Linked DNA regions of Rattus norvegicus: region 1 is linked to region 2. A link is a contact called in public Hi-C data. All regions are on one chromosome and are shown on one strand. Each heading gives the region's core, a stretch centred on a gene start, on an enhancer-like site or on the middle of the called end of the contact. The rest is flanking DNA. Distances are from core to core; before and after follow the strand shown. Region 1 overlaps Mxi1 (MAX interactor 1, dimerization protein). Region 2 overlaps Xpnpep1 (X-prolyl aminopeptidase 1).

Region 1 (6,191 bases), core at 623-3,122, 360 kb after region 2:
TATTCTCACTCACTCCCACATACACATTCACATATACACACGTACACACTCACACACTCACACAAACACTCACATACTCATGCACACACACACTCATATATACACACTCACTCATACACATATACACTCACACATACACACTCACACTCACACACACATTCTCTCACATATACTCACACACACACACTCACGCTCTCATACATATACACACTCATACACACACTCTCACACATATACACACTCACACTCACTCACATACACTCACACAGACTCTGTCACACATACACACTCTCACACATACACACTCACACTCACACACAAACACTCATTCTCTCACATATACTCACACATACACACACACTCACTCTCTCATACATATACACACTCATACACACTCATACACACATACTCTCACACATATACACACTCTCACTCTCACATACACTCACACAGACTCTGTCACACATACACTCACTTTCACACACTCACACTCTCACATATACACACTCCCACACACACTCTCACACATACACACTCTCACACACTCAGACACACACATACACACTCACATACACATAGACACCCTTTACCTTGTCTCTTTCTCATATCCTCTTGACCCTGCTCCCCTGCCCATTCTCGTCTATACTCCAAGTCTTGGGGATACATAATCTCAGCCATGAGTCAGAAAGGCCATCCTTAAGTCCAAAAACCCTACTTATCAGCTGGAACTGCTAGCAGTTTTCTGGAGGTCTTGAGATATTTAGTTTTCATTAATTAAACCTATTTTAATTGTATGTATGCGTGATTCCCCCTATGTGGGCATGTTCACGTAGATGCGGATACCCTGGAGTTCAAAGGTCAACATTAGGTCCCCGGAGCTCCTGTTACAGCGGTGGGGAGCAACGCAGCACGGTGCTAGAAATTGAACTCCGGTCCTCAGCAAGAGCATTTGCCCTCTAAGCCCCGAGGCATCTCTCCAGTGCCACAGCTTTTGTTTTATAAGCGCATTTTGTGTTATGTCTGTTTATTTGTATATAAAATATTTTTACAGATTAGTTTAAGGAAAATAATGACTTTTGAAAGACACCGTATCTAACCTCTCACTCTCTGAGACAAGTACCTCCAGGATGTACATTATCCTCCCCTCTGAACGTTAGATTTAGAGTGGTCTTTAAGGACTTCACAGTGGATATATTGGTGCCCTTAGTGTGTTGGGGGTAGGAGAACAGAAGAGTCATAAATTTGAGGCAAGCTTGGCTATATCGCAAGTCCCAGCGTACGTCGATGAGCCCTTTCCTGCCAGCACTGACATGTGTCAGGTGTGTGTGCCTGTGCCTACGACTTCACTACGACACTCATTCACGCTTCTGTGTGGTTACTTTACAACACTGACTGAGAAGACTGTGAAGTAAAAGTTGAAAGATATGAAGAGGGTCCCAGCCCCTCTGTGTTTATTTCTGTTGTCACCGAGCCCCATGGCTCCCAGAGTCAAGTCTCACAGTGGGAAAATTCCCCTTGCCAGGTTACTGCCGTGAGCTGCCGGGGAAGCACAGTTACCAGATACTAGTTGATAAGAGCAGCTTGTCTAGCTCCCTTGTTTGATAAACAGAACGAGGTGAACGGGATATGATCATATATGTTTTCATAAATAAAATTCATGAGCAGAAAGCCGTGTGCTTGATTTATCTGGATCCATTTCTAATGCCATGTTTTAAAGTAAGCAGACAGATTTTCGCCTATCTTTAGAGACTCTCAATACATTAAACTGCGTGGAAACTTGAGTGTATAGAATGTGTAGGGTAGCAGCTCACGGCTGTCATGTGCAGGAGCGCGGAGGGAGTGAGAACTGGCAGCTGGCCAGACTAGCTTGAAGAATGCGGCTCCTGGGAGAACTCCCAGCCTGTTGCGTAACAGCAGAGAGGAGAGGGCAAGCTTGTCCCTATCACTCCGCTTATTTTCCATTTTGATTTAGCTACTTGGCAAAGTCTTGGTGTCCCGGGGCGGGAGAATGAAGGGCCAGGCCTCCGAGGGCATCAGCCAGCACTGTTTGTGGGGCCAGGCGGGGCTGGACTTCTCATTGTTGGGCTGGGGGATCGGTTTCCAGAAGGACTTGAAAAGCACTGCCGTGGGAGCTTTGGTTTGGTTTCTACGCTTTTCTTTTTCTGAAAGGGAATTCTTCCCGCAACTGCATGTGCTCTTAGTTGATGCGTCTACCCTCCACAGCGCCCTGTTTTGTAGGAAGTGTCTTCCTTGCATGTTTTGTGATATCTGTTTGTCAGTGGAGCTCAGAGGGTTTCTTCAGGGAAAATGACCCCACCCGACCAACATAATGGCAGCACCACCTCCTCTTTCCCAGTTTGAAGATGTGGGCCATTTTGATAGGACTAGGAAGAGCTGTTGGCTAGGAATTGCTACTTGAAAGAGCTCATTTTAAGGTGGACTTGAAAGTGGCTTTGAGACTCAGAGTGCGTTTGTGTGTCTCCGTCCTTCAGCCTCATCTTAACAGGCGGGCGGGGTTTGCTTAGCGCTAGCCTCTTCCGCAGGATTTGTTTTCACGCTGACCTACCAGAGATGTTAACATATTATATTTGGAGCTAACCCAGTGTTACAGAGTATCCGTGTGTTAATAAAAGTTAAGTAACCGATAACCAGGAAGTTAACATTTAAAAAAAATTGCCAAGTCCAATTCCTTGACTTTAAAATGTGACGTGCGGGATCCTTATTCTGGGTATCAGTCCTTTGTAGAGACCTCGGAAAACGTCACTGTGTATTTGATCCTGTTTTCCTCAGTGAGTATGGATTTCAGATCAAACTAGACCTTTTGTGTCTCTTGTGGCCTGTGATTGGGCAACCCCCTAACAGGAGGTTTTTGAGCCACCGGTCACTAGAATGGAGGCAGGAAAAGACCAGATGGCAAAAGGCAGGCCAATCTGTGGTTACCAGCAGAGGCCTGGGGTGAAGGGGACAGAGGAGGTACAACAGCCACCCAGCTCTTCTAGGAAAGCAGGTGACTCGCCTCACACTGATAGTCAGGGTGCACCCGCCGCTCCTAGAAGGAAGTGGCATGTGCGTGCACGAGGAGTTTGGGACAGCACAGCCCTGTTGGTCAGCTGGCAGCTGCCACCAATCCTTTGCTGTGTTTCACTTTGAAACACAAAAACTGTAGGAAGTGATACTTAGCTTCCGCAGGGACACCTTAGTAAGTAAGGCGCCCTATTCACTGGTCATCATCCTTCATACAGAGACAGGCGTGTCCTCTGGGCGTGTGCTGCGCCTTGGAGTGTATTTATAATCACCCGCCTGAAGAAATGTTCACAGTGGCCGAGGAAAACCCCTTCCAGAATGTAATTTTGCCTTGCCTATCCATTTTGGGCATTAAACTTTTGACTTGGTTTATTAATAAATTTAAAAATTTATTAAGACCCTGAAACTGAACACGGTGCTTCCTTACAGAAGGGCACCTCAGCCTTTTCCTCCTGTGTGAGGGAAACCGAGGCATTGTTAACCTCACAGGTTTTGTTTCTGTGGGGTTTTGTTGCTTAGCTGTTTGCAGCCCTGGGCATTGAGCTAGGACCATGTGCATGGTCCGAGGTCATTTACCCTGGACTCCAGCCTGTAATCTCAAGTCAGATCCCCTTTTCCTCCTTTAATTACCCGGAAAGTCCTCGCTTCTTCAGAGACAGATTCAAGACCCTTAAATCTCTAAAGCCAAGTTTCACCTGCTTTTAAAGGTCTGCCACCTCCCCCTGCGGATGTCCCCACACCTGGATTGCTTGCTTGGTGTACGCCTAGTGGGACACTCGGGAATCGGGTTCCTTCAAAAATTTTAATTTTTAAAAATTTTTATTATTTATTTTTTGCTCTCCCCAACCAAAGAAATACCTAAAATAATTTGAGTACACAAAAGAGACATGGCAAATATATAACCGAATAATCTGAGAAAGAGGGAGAGCAAATAGTACCCTGTTTGCTATTTTCTCCTTTAAATTTTGACATGTGGGGAATCACACAGGACCTTGCTGGTTAAGCACTTACTACTGAGTTACATCCTCGGGTTTGTCATTTCGGTAAAGGTTTTAGCATGACAAAACAAAAACGTGACTTAGCCTAGTGAAAGACTGGTTTTAAAACCTAAAATGTTAAAAGATAATTTGCCGCATGGGCGAACTTTTGGAATTGAGTAATTCGAACAATATCGTCAGAGTGTTCCTCTGACATACTTCCTTAATTTTTCTGGTTGCTCTCTTTACTTCTGTAGAAGGCTGAATTCAGAGCAGAGCCTCTAATTTTTAAGAGAATGGCCGGCCTGTGTCTCACCCTTGAGCCATGTCTCCTGAGGAAAGTTGTTAGGCAGAAACCGAGGGGATCTAGTGTAGAAGATAAAGCCACCTCCCCCGTGTGTGTGGTCTGGGTGTTGATTCTGGTCTGCTTAGCAAGAGGGACCTGAGCAATGCAACTCCTCGGCTGAGAGAATTAGGTTTGGAGCGACCTTTAAATTGTTAAGTAGAGAGAAGTGCAGACGTCCCTTCATCCGCTTTAAGTATATGCAGTTGCAGCCTGGAGTCAAGTGTTAGACTTGAGAGGACAGGCTCAGAAAAGACTGGAAATTCTCTTCCGATCGTTCAATCACTGTGGCTGGGCCTGTGGATGCTGTAAGGCCCAGCCATCATCAGCCAAACCTCTGGCCTCGCTGCCCTTAATCACCCTTGCTTGTCAGTGACACAGCTGACCACTTGTCACCTTTCCTGCCCCTCTCTCAAACGCTACATTGGAGATTGTCACTTGACATCATTTGTTGTGTATTAAGACCCAGTGAGCTAATGAGACTATTCTAGTCCCGTTTGAGAGAAAGAGGGGGCCTTGCGTTACCCTGATACAGTTGAGACTGTTGTAGAAAGTTCAGTTACAGCCCCAAAGGAGTCCACATGCCGCACGCCACTGAACTGTTAATGCTTGGTAAAGCAGACTCAGACTGGAGACTACAATGTTTTAATGTCTCCGTTATACGCGTGGTCACAGCTGGAGAGCGCAAGTGCGCGAGGCTCTCTGGAAACATTTCTAGGAAAAAATGCCCTCTGGTTTTTCCAGAGAAGGGACTGTCAGAGAACTTAGGACTTTGAGTAATTCTGTCACCTGTTTTCCCTGTGCAGAACTTAGGCTAGGTCGTGAGAAGGGAAGAGAAAGGGAGAAAGTAACCAAGAGCAGTCTGCTCACAGCACAAGTGGAGGCCTTCGTGCCGTGCTGGATCAATGGAACTGTCGTTTTTAGAAGTACTGCGGTGTGTGAAGACCAGGAAGTGTTGAGGTCATTCTGCCTACTGCATAAACAGCATCCAAGCCTGTAGGATGGCTACAGTTACTGAACAGTGTGGGTGCATGTGTGTGCGCGTGTGTGCGCGCACGTGTAATTACAAGGTGGAAGGAGATAGGAACCTTGGTGTTTTCTATCTCCTCTGAGGTACAGTAACTGCACCCTCCTCCAGCCTGCGTTTTAGGCATTCGGCACCCCTTTCACTCTAACAGCACAGTGGGGAGCTTACGAAGGGGCCTAGAGAACAGATACACGATCTCTGACAGAGTTCCTGGGGGGATGACAAAGTGACTTGTGTCTGCAGGGCACAAAGCGGTGGAGCGGGAGGCCAGCACCGCTGTGTGCAGGTACTTTGAAGAGTTGGGAGTGAGATGGTTGTTGGCTAAGGGCTCAGAGTCGCTGTTGTTAGATCCTGTGTGTCTAGTGGATATCCAGGCTGTGCTGATGAGATGATTTCTTCCTCAGACGAGCTCACCTGCGCCTGTGTTTAGAACGCTTAAAAGTTCTGATCCCGCTGGGCCCAGACTGCACCAGGCACACAACACTTGGTTTGCTCAACAAAGCCAAAGCACACATCAAGGTGAGAATCTTCGCTCCCATCTTTGCAACGCTTCCTGTTTGTGTTGTGTCCAGCTCACTGGGCCGTCCTCTTTGCTAACTGCCCTCCCTGAAACCTTTGTAAAGTCTTGCCAGCCAATCCAATGGCGCAGCACAATGTGATAAATGAAAGTGTATTTTTGACGGCGTGGCCGTTTAGACCTGAGAATGCTAGGGAAATAAGTGACCTTTCTGATGCCCAGAAGGAAGGCAGTTGCGACCCCTTGTGGAGACACTGTCTTTTGGCTTTCTCTCTCAGTAATTTTCCATCAAATACCACACTG
Region 2 (6,399 bases), core at 1,454-3,953:
TTCCCACCACACCCTGGAGACATAAACCCAAGGAGTTTAAAGGGCCTCAGAGGCTCCACTCCAGGATCCAGCTCTGGGCTCAGGCAGAGACCACAGGTCAGAGCCCATCCAGCTCTGTTCATCAGAACCACAAAGGTGCCAGCCCCGTACAGACAGGGCGGACTGAGGCCACTCACCTTGGGGATGGCCTCGCTCACAGCATAGCTGGCTTTGTCACTGACCCACACCTTCTCCCTCGGGGACAGGTCAGCACACAGGGTCTTGAGTTCACTCAGGATGGACTTGTAAGGCAGCACCTGGATTTTATATTCTGCCTCCAGGCCCAAGTCAAGGAGCAGGTGCTGTTTCACACCAGGCGCATCAATGCGGTCCCCGTCGATGAAGAGCCTGTGGGGATCGGGGTTCACCCCACTCACATATGATGGCTCACCCCACTCGAAAGACAGAGGAGGGCACGCCGTCCCTTTCCGAGATTCCTCTCACCCCACCTCTGCCCACCACCACAGCTCACCTAGCCTTCATTTTTGATTCAACATGCTTCCTTTTTCCTCCAGCCATCTCCTCTTACACACCTACGATAGCCCTTCCTGTGCACACACATCCACCCCTAACGGGCTGGTCCCCCACTTATATGCCTGAACCCTTCAGGGAAAGGAGAGCTCAGCTTCTCAACTGTAACCCAGGACGCTGCCATTCATGCTAGCATCCAATACCAGTCCCAACACAGTTCACAGTCAATAAGTGAGCTGTCCAAACATGAGCACGGTGCAATGATAAATACATGTAGAGTGTCACGATGAACCCTCTATTTTACACATTAAGTAAAAAGAAGAAAGGACGGACTTGTTGTTGCTGCTGCTAGTGGTTGGTTGGTTGGTGGTTTTTTTGAGACACGGTCTCACTTTGTAACACCAGCTGTCCTGGAACTATGTAGACCAAACTCAGATATCTGCCTGTTTCTGCCTTCTGAGAACTGGAATTAAAGATGTGTACAGACACACCTGGCCCCTGCCGTAGTTAAGTTTTAACTGTCAACTTGACACAGCCTACCATTGTCTGAGAAGTGCAAATGAGCTGAGGACAGGCCAAAATGATTGGCTACTGGGTAAATCTCTGAGAGATTGTCTTGGTTCAGTTGATACAGGAGGGCCCAGCCCTCTGCCTGTGGCACCATTCCTTAGGCATGCGCCCACTGCAGGTGGCACCATTCCCTAGGCAGGTGATTCTGTGCTATATAAGAAAGCCAGCTATGGCTCAGTGGTTAAGAGCATCAACTGTTCTTCCAGAAGTCCTGAGTTCAATTCCCAGCAACCACATGGTGGCTCACAACCATCTGTAACAATGCCCTCTTCTAGTGTGTCTGAAGAAAGCGACAGTGTACTCATATAAATGAATAAATCTTTAAAAAAAAAAAAAGAAAAGAAAAGAAAAGAAAAAAGAAAGAGAGAAAGCCAGCTAAACAAGGCCCTGCTTCAAGCTCCTGTTTGAGTTCCTGCCCTGGTTCCCCTCAATGGTGGACTGTGGCATGAAGTGTAAGTCAAGGTCATCCTTTCCTCCCCTAAGTTATTTCCAATCAGAGTGTTCTATCACAAGAGCAAAGAACTATAATCCCATTCAACAGAAAGACAATGACGTTAGCCTGAAAGTAATGTCTGAAGTGGTAAAACTGGCAAGACAGCAGACCATAGACCATGATTCCCCATATTGCTGCTGACCTTTAAGACGCCTGGGGTCCAGAACCATACAGCTAAGCCTATGCTGCTCCCTCCGCACTGCCTTCTGGGAAACCTGAAACCTGTGTGGCCTGGGCCAGATCACACAGCAGGAACCTCATGAAGAACCTCACAGCATCTGTGCTCTGATAGTCTCACACACTTATTTCTCAGTCTTGTGTTACTATAAATAATTTTGTAGATTTCAAGACATTTAGAGGTTTAGAGGGAAGGCAGGATTAAAGCAAACACCTGTTAGGACAGGCAAGGACAAGCGGATGAAGGAGGAGTTCTAAAGTGAGAAAGCAAGCATAGCAACGGTGGGGTGAGGGCCAGGAGGGGGTATCTGGGTGGGAGAGAGCACTTACATGATCCTCTCTAGTCCTATGATTGCGTAGGAGAAAAACACCGGGTTGTGCTCCACATCTGACCCTCGGAGATTGAACAGCCCTAAAAAGGAAAGCAATTTCTTTAAAATGGTTCCTTTCAATGCCTGGCTCCAGGGTCAGGCTTTACAGGTAGCTTTTGGGGAGGGAGGAGTTTCTGCTTAGAATTCAGCTCCTATCAAAGGATTCCACATCTCTCAGGGTTCCACGACTGAGCTGCAGATGCTGGTGTCGGCCACCTGATGGCGCCAGAACTGTTTCCTAGTTGGCCATGTTGCAAGCCTGAGGAGGGAGTAGGATCAAAAAGTCATAACCAGTGTCCCCCAAAGAGCTGAAACTGGTAACTGACTGTGGGAATCTGCCAAGCTCAGCGCTGCTGCAAACAGACTCTGACCCCCTCAAATATAAGGGGGACACATGCAATCTCTCTATTCCAAGGCAAACGACCTAGGACAGAAAGTCTGAAGTGGAGGTGGTGACATAGAGACCCCACTGAGCTCCACCTACACAGAGCTCTCCTCAGAGCCGGAAGTCGTGAGTCAGGAGGCTGTGGCTCAGCCACAGTGGGCTGTTACTGGGCTGGGTGGAGGACCTGCCCTGAGCCAGGGGCTGGAGTCTGATGAGGTCACCGAACACTTGAGAAGCCTAACAGACAAGCAGACAGTGCAGCTCTGGGCCTGGCTGCCGCTCCAATGCTTGCTCTCAAAGATAAGGGAGCGAAAAGGCCAAGTACAAAAAGCAGCCGCCCCCTCTATGTTAAAATAATGGCTTCTCAAAGAAAGTAGAAAGGTTTAACCTCATACTGACTCTTGAGTGTTTTATTTTTTGGAGACAAGGTCTCATTGTGTAGCCGTAGACAGCCTGGAACCTGCTAGGTGGTCCAGGCTGGCCTCGAACTCAGATTCACATGCCTCTGCCTCCCAAGTGCTGGGTTAGAGGCCTGCCTCCCATCGGGCTTTACTACCTCCTTCTGAAATGAAGGGACTTGGGGCTGCTGACGTGTGACAGAATGGATGTGTCAGAAGTCCCACCACACGCTCACCCTCACACTCACAAGAGTACCCACAAAATCAACCAGAAATAGGAAGGCAAAATGACCAGAAACTGAGATATGTGAGTATGAGCCATGCTCCGGACGAGAGAACCACAGTAACTTATGGAGAAGCTGGAGATAGCGCAAAGGCCTCCAAATGGAAGCTGTCAGGCAGACCTTAGCACCACCATTTGAGGGGATTCTTAATGCTTAAATTGCGTTTATATTTGTTCCCAGCACACTGACACGTCTAGAACACCAGGCTGAATGACAGATACACAGAAATGTCAACAATGGCTGTCACTAGGGAAAAGGCTTGTGAGTGAATCTTATTTTTCTTCTACTTCCTCTGCACTTCAGAGGGTCTCCAAAATAGGGACATATTTGTTTTATTTTCAAAGAGAGAAAGCACTTTTGTGTGTTTTTCCCTCTGAGGCAGGGTTAATTCGAGACAACAATCACAGACATCTGACAAAGTCTGGGGACGGAAGAGGCGGGACATCCCCAGTGGGCTTTCTTCCTCCAGTGGAGAGATAAAATGCACAAAAGCCTCTTCCAAGCCTCCCTGAATCAAATCCAGTCAGAGCAGGACAGGAGAGAGCATTTCACTCAGGCTCCTTCAAACTCTGGGAGAGGACAGGTTTTGAACAGCAGGGGTAGTGGAAAGTCAGAAGATTAAGGGGCAGGACCTAGAGAAGACCTTCCTGTTAAGTTTTCTGAGGTAAAAACTTGACTAGAATACTCTCTCGGTGAAGATCTTAGAAACTATTTAAGTATAAAGAGAGAGCAACACAAAAAAAAAATATTTAGAATATTCTTCCTCAGAGAAGTCAGTCCTTCAGACTGCGAGGCCAGAGGCAGGCATCACACACCGGATTCACCAGGAGCCCCTGGCTGTGTGTGCGCTGTTCTGTCAGGTGGGCCATCCCTATTCCAACTGTAATGCTCCCTCCTTTGTGCTAACCAGCATTTGCTCTCTTATTTAAAGACACTGTTACGAATTCCCTCACCATTCACAGAGCTGAATGGCACAAACACAGATTCCCAGAGGCCCAAGGAGGAGATCAGGTAATGCCCCTGCAGTGAAACCAGAGTACTCACATGCAATCTCGTCTAGGGCAGTGACCACAAACCACACGATGCTCCTCTCTGCCATTTTCAACCGAAGGTCTGCAACCTTCTCCTTCCACGAGATGCCTGTAAGAAAACAAATGAGCGTCTGCCTCCTCTATGACCCTCGGAAGTCAGAAGCCAGGTGAGAAGGCTATGCTGAACCCTCGCACACAGTACCACTTCTCACGGCAGGCGTGCAGCGTAGAGTCCATCCCTACAGAAGGAAGACGACTCTGCCAAGTCCCCTGACTGCCCTGAGCCCTGCCTGCCTCCCCCAAAGGCCTACGCAGCACCCAGACCTACCAGGCGCAGCATCTACCAGGGGTCCTACTGCTTGGAGCAGTTATGGCTCTGGACACACCAAGTTCCTCCCTGTTGGACTTACAGTCCACAGGGCAGCACGTACAGTTAGACTGGCAATTACATGGGCTAGCACATAGAGGCTAGTGTGACTGAGCCTGGACTATCTGAGTACACTCTCCACAGCAGACCTCCCCTGTGAAACTCGCTTTGCGTTTCTTGGGCCCAAAGACTTGGGGCTAAGACCAGAGTCCCTGCTGCAGGCTGACCTAACTCACTGTGAATACTGCTTCCAAGTCACACTCCCAGAATGCAGTGTGGCACCTGAGGAAGTCACCTCACTACAGAAGCATCTGTAACTTAGCTTCTCACTAGCTACCTATGAACAGGGTAGGCACTGGTCTACCCAGCACCTAGCAGTGTCATGAGCCTTCCAAAACAGAACCTTGGGCAGCAGTATCTGGGCGCTCTCTCCTGCAGCGACAGGTCAGAGGCTCTATTTCAGTTAAAAGACAACTTCAACCATGCTGATGGAAAGTAGTAAGCTGACCCTGGGCCACTCGCTGAACTCATCCTCCCCATAAGCCACGCACCCCAATGAGGGTGTCACACAGGAAAACAAGCCTGGGGCTGCCCACAACCACAGACTGCTTTGAAGATCAGCCCGGGGAATGCTGTTTAAAACTTGGCCAGTGTCTGAGCTGTGATACTTTCTTCCCAGGACCCCTCTGGCAATCTGCCTACATTCCAGACGTCCCCAGCCACCTCCCTGTTTCTACAGCAAGGCCCTCCCCTGCAGCCCCACCTCCAGTCTCCTTCTAGCCTTCACTGTCTCCATTAACCCACACTTTCTTCTCCCACAGAAGCCTGGCAGTACATGCGGCTCACACACTCTCACAGGCCAGGAGACAGCCACATCTAAACTTCTACACCGTAAGCTACAACCCAGGGAGGCCTGGAGGGCAGCCCCACGAGTGCCACAAGAGAGGAAGTGGGCCCAGGGTCAGGAGCAGTTGCCAACCAGGGGAAAGCTTTGGTCTTCCCCCAGCACCCACAACACCACCAGAAAAGCTCTGCCACCACAGACTGAGCCAAAGTAGGTGGCAAGAAGACAGCAAAAGCGGAAGGCGCTAGAGCCCGCCTGGTCAACTGGCCATCCACGCCAGGTGAGGCACAGTCCTGTGGTAAGGCCAGAACCTGTGCCGGAGACAAGGCTGCATACAACGGCATCTACCAACTCCATAACAGCGCCTTGAATATGACTTTAACAAGATGGGTTGGCAAGGCAGGCTCTCGGAGTCACAGCTATGGCTCTGACCTGTATAATCCAGACCCAGTGTGAGGAGGGGCTTGCAAGGGCGCTCTGGCCGGTCTGTCCAGATCTTATCCACAAGGTTCTCCTTCACAGGCACGAGGTGGTGACCAGCACTTCGAAGTACCTTGGCCATCTTCTTCCAGTAATCTGAAGAAAAGCACATGGCCAGCCACAAATGAACACTCGTTTCACCTAAGGCAAATTGCAGGGTTTGGGCCAGCCTCTTCTGAAAGGCATTCCTCGGTGCCGGGCTCACAGAATAAAGAACGTCGCCACCTTCCCTGCCTGTCCCAGACATGTCTTCTGTAGCTGACCCTCGATCGTGACATCGAGTCGTATTGAGTCCCGAATGCCCCAGATCCCAGCAGCAAACATGGAGAATTACAGAGGAGTCCAGGAGGCCGGAAAGGACCAAGTCACTCACCTGTGGGAATGATGAGAGGGTCCACACCAACCCTGGATCCTTCCGGAAGCACACTCACCAGCCAGTCCTCCTGAGTCGGTGTGTCCTTCAGACCTAGGAGGACAGAACTCCTAAGT

Evidence for each region. Hi-C and Micro-C count contacts between places; a contact is called where the count stands out from the background.
Region 1: a contact with region 2 is called in a Hi-C map of mammary epithelial cells, with 3 times the contacts expected there. The contact joins two enhancer-like sites. A contact is called at or near these places in 8 of 12 Hi-C or Micro-C datasets (the A7r5 cell line, the Rat2 cell line, Schwann cells and 5 more) and 1 of 1 datasets of contacts at active chromatin or transcription factors (oligodendrocytes).

Annotation. Positions count from the first base shown.
Region 1 is chr1:262,379,504-262,385,694 of GRCr8, forward strand. Mxi1 (MAX interactor 1, dimerization protein) reads left to right here. Exons shown (of 6, transcript NM_013160.2): 4 at 5,776-5,890. Among named protein-coding and RNA genes, the nearest start is that of Smndc1, 24 kb to the right of the region's middle. Within about 2 kb of position 1,873, at least 56 of the 93 cell types and tissues checked have an H3K27ac peak or open chromatin away from gene starts, as enhancers often do.
Region 2 is chr1:262,021,333-262,027,731 of GRCr8, forward strand. Xpnpep1 (X-prolyl aminopeptidase 1) reads right to left here. Exons shown (of 21, transcript NM_001398660.1): 6 at 6,284-6,376; 7 at 5,863-6,006; 8 at 4,233-4,328; 9 at 2,081-2,162; 10 at 177-387. Among named protein-coding and RNA genes, the nearest start is that of Xpnpep1, 32 kb to the right of the region's middle. Within about 2 kb of position 2,704, at least 29 of the 93 cell types and tissues checked have an H3K27ac peak or open chromatin away from gene starts, as enhancers often do.